2 separate regions of the Mus musculus genome follow, and region 1 is linked to region 2. The links are chromatin contacts, called in public ChIA-PET maps. All regions are on one chromosome and are shown on one strand. Each heading gives the region's core, a stretch centred on a gene start, on an enhancer-like site or on the middle of the called end of the contact. The rest is flanking DNA. Distances are from core to core; before and after follow the strand shown. Region 1 overlaps Gm27162 (predicted gene 27162). Region 2 overlaps Fli1 (Friend leukemia integration 1).

The links. ChIA-PET counts read pairs in DNA pulled down with a chosen protein or histone mark.
Region 1: an RNA polymerase II ChIA-PET map of effector CD8 T cells shows a contact between it and region 2, with 19 read pairs. The contact joins two enhancer-like sites. A contact is called at or near these places in 4 of 484 Hi-C or Micro-C datasets (CD4 T cells, CD8 T cells, Th1 cells and 1 more) and 4 of 115 datasets of contacts at active chromatin or transcription factors (effector CD8 T cells, large pre-B cells, regulatory T cells and 1 more).

The regions. Positions count from the first base shown.
Region 1 is chr9:32,904,562-32,908,134 of GRCm38.p6, forward strand. Gm27162 (predicted gene 27162) reads right to left here. Exons shown (of 4, transcript NR_131058.1): 4 at 1-2,481. Among named protein-coding and RNA genes, the nearest start is that of Gm27162, 23 kb to the right of the region's middle. Within about 2 kb of position 2,035, at least 56 of the 459 cell types and tissues checked have an H3K27ac peak or open chromatin away from gene starts, as enhancers often do. A contact at or near this core is called in CD8 T cells, Th1 cells, effector CD8 T cells and 1 more, where this site is marked.
Region 2 is chr9:32,505,120-32,508,708 of GRCm38.p6, forward strand. All of the region lies in intron 1 of Fli1 (Friend leukemia integration 1), which reads right to left. Among named protein-coding and RNA genes, the nearest start is that of Fli1, 35 kb to the right of the region's middle. Within about 2 kb of position 2,067, at least 134 of the 459 cell types and tissues checked have an H3K27ac peak or open chromatin away from gene starts, as enhancers often do. A contact at or near this core is called in CD8 T cells, Th1 cells, effector CD8 T cells and 1 more, where this site is marked.

The sequences.
Region 1 (3,573 bases), core at 785-3,284, 400 kb after region 2:
ATAGTAGCTTGGGTACCCTTAGTAAATAGAGAGAAAGGACTAATTTTGCTTATCAACCTGCCACATTATGGAAGAGGAAATCCCAGTTGAAGAATTGTCTCCATCTGATTGCCTATGTGCATGTCTGTGGAAGATTTTCTTGCTTGTTAATTGATGCAGGAGAGCTCAGACCGCTGCAGGAAGTACCATTCCTTGGCAGGTAGGTCTGGGCTGTATTAGAAAGTTTGATGAACAAGAGCAAGAGAACAAGCCAGTAAGCAGCATTCCTCCATGGCTTCTGATTTTGTTTGTGCTTCCAGGCTCCTGCTTTGAGCTTCCTTCAATGGCAGGCTGTAACTTGCAAGATGAAATAAATGTCTTTCTTCCCTATGGTGCATTTGATCATGGTTTTATTACAAGATCAAAAAAAAAACAAACTAGGACCAATGGAATCCATTCTATCTAGGAGCTGTAACAAGTTTATGAAGGAACTATTTACAGAATGTGTTGTGGCTTTAATACATATAATAGGGACGACAAAAGAATTGGGAACATTAGCAGGAGGATCCTTTAAAACTTCCAGGCTGGTGGCCATCAGGAAGTGATGCTTACTAAAAACCCAGACAAAGAGCAGTGTTTGAAGGAGGAGCTGGCCTTGTGGGCAGGACTCAGTCATAGTCACCCTACAGGGAAGAAATAAGGTAAAACTAACAACATACTCTTGTCTCCCCTTAACCTCCTGCTAAATCAGCTAGCAGGCAGAGAGGAGGGAGCTCGGTAGTTCATGCTCCCAAGCTCATTCTCCTTGGGCATGAGTATGGGTGGGAAAAAAATTAGTCATGAGGGGCATAGAGGAGATATGTCAGTAACAGGATTTGCGTATGCTCCTAAGAGGACCTAGAAGCTGCCATGACTCTCGGGTTTGGGCATGGGACCAAGTCTTGAGGAAAGGAATATAAGACAATATATAGAATGTCAGAACAATGTATTTTGTTGATTATGGAATCTGTTTTTGAAGTATGTATAAGCAAGTCATGTCTGACTTCTAGAAGGGATATATATATATATATATATATATATATATATATATATATATATATATATATATATATATATATATATATATATATATATATCTTGTTTCTCTGAGACAACTAAGCCAGTTGTTCCAGTTTGTGTAGGTGGGACATGAAGCCATGTTAGCAGATGAGGTTAGGAGGGCAATGGGACAATTTGAAAAGATGATCAATGTTCTTCTCCAGTTTGTTATAGATAACAAAGAAATCATCATTACCCTGAAGAAGTAGCTTTGGGGATCCAATTTCCGCTAAGCTCTGTCTTTTCCTGTATGCCAGGAGTCTTGTTATATATCTCTATCTCTATCTCTATCTCTATCTCTATCTCTATCTCTATCTCTATCTCTATCTCTATCTCTATCTCTATCTCTATCTCTATCTATCTCTATCTCCTATATCTATATCTATTTAATAAGGGGGTCTCTGGGCTCCTGCAGTCAAGTTATTGATGCCTGGTGAGTAGATTTTACAGCTTGAAAGTTACACATCTGAGCTGTTCTGCCGGGCTTCAGAATCGAACCTCTGCCAGTGACCTTTTGTCTTAAAGCTTCCTTACCTTTCTGGGATCCAGTTCTTTGGCCATGCCCTACCTCACAGGGTGTTTTTAAGAATAAATGAGATAATGTCTATGAACCCCCTGGAGAGGAAGCATTGCTCGAGATAAGCTCACCCTCTGGTATTTTTAGCTGAAGAGTGTTGGTTGTCCAGGATATGCCATTTAGCAATTCCTGGAGCCTTGAAAAGGAAACAGAAAGGATGGCTGGGGGCAGGGAATTGGTATACTCAACAATATTGTTTTTTCGAGAAATCCCTCCTGCCCCAAGTGTTAGAATATACGTCAAAGGAAACAAACACCATTTGTAGATAATACAGGAAGATGACAGGTTTGCTTGCTTGCAACTGTGACGACGTGAGGCTAGTGGGCTCTGTCTTGACTGCTCTTTCACTCTTCAAGGGCAGAGGTCCACGGGACAACTACTCCACTGATAATGAAACAACCCTAAAGCGACTCTTGCTTCTGTAAAGAATGGCAGGAAACATCTTCACCACCCGTGACTTCTCCAGAAAGTAAAGGGTTTAAGGAGGGGGTGTACTTCCTGTCCTGATTCCAAATGTGGTTCTCAGTCTTTACAGAGGTAGGGGAACTAATATGCTGACCTAACACAAGCAAGCCTGCAGAACAACAATAGGGACCAGTGTGCCCTCCAATCCATATCTGCTTCATAAGCAAAAAGAGTTCCAAAAGGACTAACAGGAATTCGGCTTTGATAACTTGATTGGAGAAAATGTCTTACCCGAGTTCACCCAAGTGCTTCATCAATGTTCTTTGTTTCCATTCTGCAGTGTTAATCTCTCAACCTCATGGTACCTAGCTGAACAGGCTTCTCTGTGGGAAGTCAATAAGGCTTGTTTAATTCTCTCCAGGCTGAAAAATTAAGATTAGCATTTTATAAGCTCCACATAACTTTTCTTGAAGCTAGTATTTAGATATTATTGATGCATTTCCATACACAAGTCCTGGCAGATATCTAAGAGTGTATACTAATAGTCACATCTGGATTCAAATTCTGCCTCCACTGGAGGAGAAGCATAGCATTTGGGAACTACTTTAAACATTTCCAGTTCAGCTTCTTTATTTATAATTTGGAGAACCTGATGTCCACCATTGTATTGTTATGAAAATTCAATGATTTAGAGTAGACAAAAATTAAACAGCTGTGCTGTTCCACTCAGAAACTAAAACTGAGGGCTGGGGAGATGGGCCTAGTTGGTCAAGTGCTTGCTGTGCAAAAATAAGGACTAGAGTCCAACCTACCAGAACCCACCACGTAAGAACGCTGAACACAAGGTGCACTGCAGGAACCCCAGCAGTGATCTGGGGCTCTGTGTGCAGAGACAGGACTATCTGTTGGGCTTACTAGCAGCTATGACTAGCCAAATCGGTAAGTGCCAACCAAGCTCATCAGAAGTATCTGGTCTCAAATCAAAAGGAAAAACAAAACTAAAACAATGTACACACACATACAAATGTTAAAATAAAAAAGAAAAGTGACACACTGTCTAAGTATGACGGGATTCTTAAACTGCTTTGCTGTGAGCAGACAAGTTGATTCTGAGTGAGCTAAATTGGAAAAGACCAATTTGCCTCCATCTTGGTTACCATGTTAGTTCTAAACTCATAAAACTTGGGCATCAAGGCTCCATAAGGAGACACTGCTAATGACAGAATACATTTTGGCCAGCTTGTGCAGAAGTTCATGTCACAGTCCCCAAAAAGTCTCATGTTGAGGGTTCACCATTCTAGCACTTGCTTGAAAGTAAAGGACTGGAAGAAATGCAGTGGGAAGCTTCTAATCACGAGAAATCCTAACATCATAGCTTAACCAAGAACTCATTTCTTTCAGATTTTAAACAGGAAACTGGGAACTGATTCAATCAAGTGCAAGCCCTCACAGCCTGCTGAAGGTAGAGCCAGATAGAGCCTGACTCTCTTCATTCAAGGTGTCTGGACTTTAGC
Region 2 (3,589 bases), core at 817-3,316:
CACCTGAAGAACTTAAGAATTTTTTCCCAAGGACTGTGGGATATTGAGGATAAAAGGAGATGCTATAAGTAGAGACCATTTAGATAGCACAGTGCCACACAGCGAGTGCTTAGTGCACGCTCATCAAAATGGAGTTAGGGATGGAGGGATCCTGTGGAGAATGGGTCTGCATTTCAACATGTATACACCCTAAAATTTCTCATGCTAACTTGGTTGGCCAACTCCTTCAATAGGGATAAGCTGTATGTTCCCATAAGGAATATTTTGCAGTTAAGTGTGGCAATGGCAAAATTGTGTGCAGAGCACTTTCTGATACAGCACCACATAATAAATGAGACTTCTAAAATTCTCATCTCCTCCTACTCTGAAAAGGCACAGGATGCATGTTGGGAAAATAAGTGAGCGAGCGAGCTCTTAGCACAAACATTTGGGAGGATAAGACTGAAACTTTTCCCAGCTTCTGAGTTCTGCTGAGATGCCAAGCTCTTCCTAAGAGCCCGATTTGCAGCGCAGAGGCGAGTGCCTCTATTTGAGCACTTTAAGAAAAAGTGTGGGGCAGTCGTGAGAAGCAGATGGCTCAGTGGGTAAAGTGCTTGCTGTGAAAGCATGGGGACATGCATTTAGAACCCCAGTGCCCACATAAAAGCCAGCAGTGGTGGTGACTACCTGTGTGGGGCTGGATAGCAGGCAAGCTTCAAGTTCAGTGTGAGACCTTGGCTCACAAGGTGGAGCATGATAAAGGTAAGATTCCCAAAGCTAACCTCCAACACACACACACACACACACACACACACACACACACACACACAAACACACACACACACACACACACACGAGTGCATCTGCACAAGTGTGCATCCACTACACAGATACACAGACACACACACACAAAGAAAACAAACAAAATGGTAAAGACCTCTATCCAGTGTGCTTTGTACCTGGTACAAGAAAGCCAAAAACAGTAAAAGAGGACCCAGGATTTTCTGAGCCTTGTGTGCAGGTTGGACCCTCTGGATGGCCCTGCATCTTCCACAGCAAGTTTGTATATCCCGCTAGCTTCCACCCTGGTCTCTTTCTTTGCCTTCCCCACTTATATACTGAGTCCCAAAGCCATTGTTCGTTCTCACTTCTGAAAGCTAAGCACACAGTGGCAGGCCCCAAGGCCTGCGGCTGTGTGTGCCTGAGATTAAGATTTTTATCTGCTCTCTGACAATGTGCAGAGGAAATCCTGTTCCTAAACTCAGGGCCGTGAGAGGAGCGCGGCCAGCAGTTCTTCCCTCCCACCTGGGAGAGAGATCAGGACACCTGACCTGCCAGGAACATGGGCTCATTGTTTATACATAGAAAAAGCTCTTTTCCGGTCTCAGTTAATCAACTCCTCTCCTACATTTTTTTCTTTGAGCCGCAGAGCATAACAGTCTCTTGGCAGAGCTGGGTTGGGGTCTTAATGTACTAGCAGATAAGGTCCCCACGGAGGAAATGCGAACTACTGTCTAGTAAGATTTAGGAAAGAGCTTTTCCACTCTCCGTGAACCAGGAGGTTCACAGGCAGCCATATCCTCACTGCATGGACCCAGTGTGGCTCTCAAGCACTAGGAGAAGACTCCGTGCTAAAGGGCGGGTTCTCTGGTGGTCAGAGATGAGGTTGTGGGAAGCTGTAGGCTCTTCTCTTTCCCTTTATCCCTAGGGCTTAGTGGGCAGCTACTCTCACAGACAAGCTCCGGGTGACAATTAGGGGACTAGTAGAAGGTCCCTATTTTGTATGTATGGCTTGTCATATTCCTGGCTAACGTAGGCAATGCAGGCGTGCTTGGTAGTTGGAGATGCCTGTTGCTACAGGAGGACACTGAGGACACACGCTCTTTCCCGGACTTGAAGGAAGATATCCTAAGACAGAACTGCCTGGGTGTCTACCCCCAACTCTGCTTTTCCTATCGCTCCTTTCACTGCAGAGCTGGAGTGGATCTGGATCATCTGCAAATCTGCCAGGATGCCCAGGGCTATGAGCAAGAAGAAGAAGGTGTAGAACTTGCTGGGGGCAGGTGCTTACTCCCACAGAAGCACTGCGGTTATAGAAGAAATGACGTGAGCAAAATATCAGTGTTAACTCTCAGAAAACTGCCCAGCAGCAGCAGAGGTGGGGTGGGGTGGGGAGGAGGATGGGGAGAGAAAGGAGAGAGAGGAGAGGGAGGGGAGAGAGAGGGGAGAGAGAACACCGTCTCTAGAAGTGACCTGCCTGAGACCTTGCCCTCTGGCCTCAGTACCTTCATCTTTACAAGGGAACACACAGAGGACTGCTGAGACCTCTGTCTCCAGCATCCCGCCCCCTGAATTAGAATTGTCATTGAACTGATGAAGTCATACTCTCCCTGCTGTAGCGGTAAGGGGAAGCTGGGAGTGTGAAGCCTTGGCCACCTCACCTCCAGGTGCAGGTGTGGCTGAGTTGTCGCTGCCTCATTCGCAGGGGCAAGAGAAAGAGCAGCAACAGTATTTCTGTGGAGGAAGTGTGTTGGTAAACCCCAAGACGCCAGAGTATGCACTTGGGCCTGCCCTGATTCATCTTAAAGCTGAGCTCTGACGAAGGCTCATGGGAGGACCACTTTTCTGTTTTGTCTTGTTTTGTTTCAGCTCATGGGGAAAATGGACTTGCTCATCAGTCTGGAACTGGACAGAGAGGAAGTGGCTCCTGGGTGGGAAGCTATACTTCTGCCGAGCACAGGACAGAGGAGAAAGTAGGAATGCCTCCCCTCCCTTCCCCTTCAACTCCTCCGGACAGGAATAAGGCAAGAAAGCCTGGCCTGAAGAACAGGAGCCCACCCTGCTGTGAGAGGAGCTTCAGCCAGCTTCAGGGATGGGGGTATGGATGCAGGGGTGTGCGAGAGCTGAGAAAGCATCTCTTCCTAGCTCCACAGTCAGAAACATCATCCTGGTAGCCTGGCATCAGCCTCAGAGCAACCATTTGCACCATGGAAATAGGTGAACACTACACAAATCCAGACGGTAGGTTGTTCCACGTTTATCAGCACACGTGTGGCTGGAAATTTCTGCTTCTCATTAACTCCATTCAGCGTTGAGCCATTCACTAAATCTTGGTAGTGAGGGCTCAGTCTGCAGCAGACTAGCCTCAGAGGCTGATATTTAGCTCTACAGACAAGCATCAATTAGATCCAGCCTTTGAGCTGTGTGCAGATCTGGGCTGACTTCATCACAGGAACACATGGAGACGGAGACCGATTGGCTGAGCTCAGGATCTAGGCACCCCCAAGCTACACTTTCCCTTTTGAGAACTTGAAGCCGTTTCCCCTAGCTGTCATTCTGGCCTGTGAGCAGTAGACCTTGTTTTCCCAACCACTCGAACACTCAGGAGCCCTTCTTTATCAGGTAAGGAACTAAACACTTTGTGTCCGTTATCTCCCTGTATTTCATCCTCACCAGAGCCTTATGAAATAATTTCCTCATTTTACAGTTCAGGGAGGTGAGACCTGTGAGGTTGACCAGATTATAAGTGGCCTCGCTCAGAGGTGAACTCAGACTTGACTGGATCCAGGGTGTGCTCGTTCCAAAGTGGGTGTGCCCAGACCACACTTCT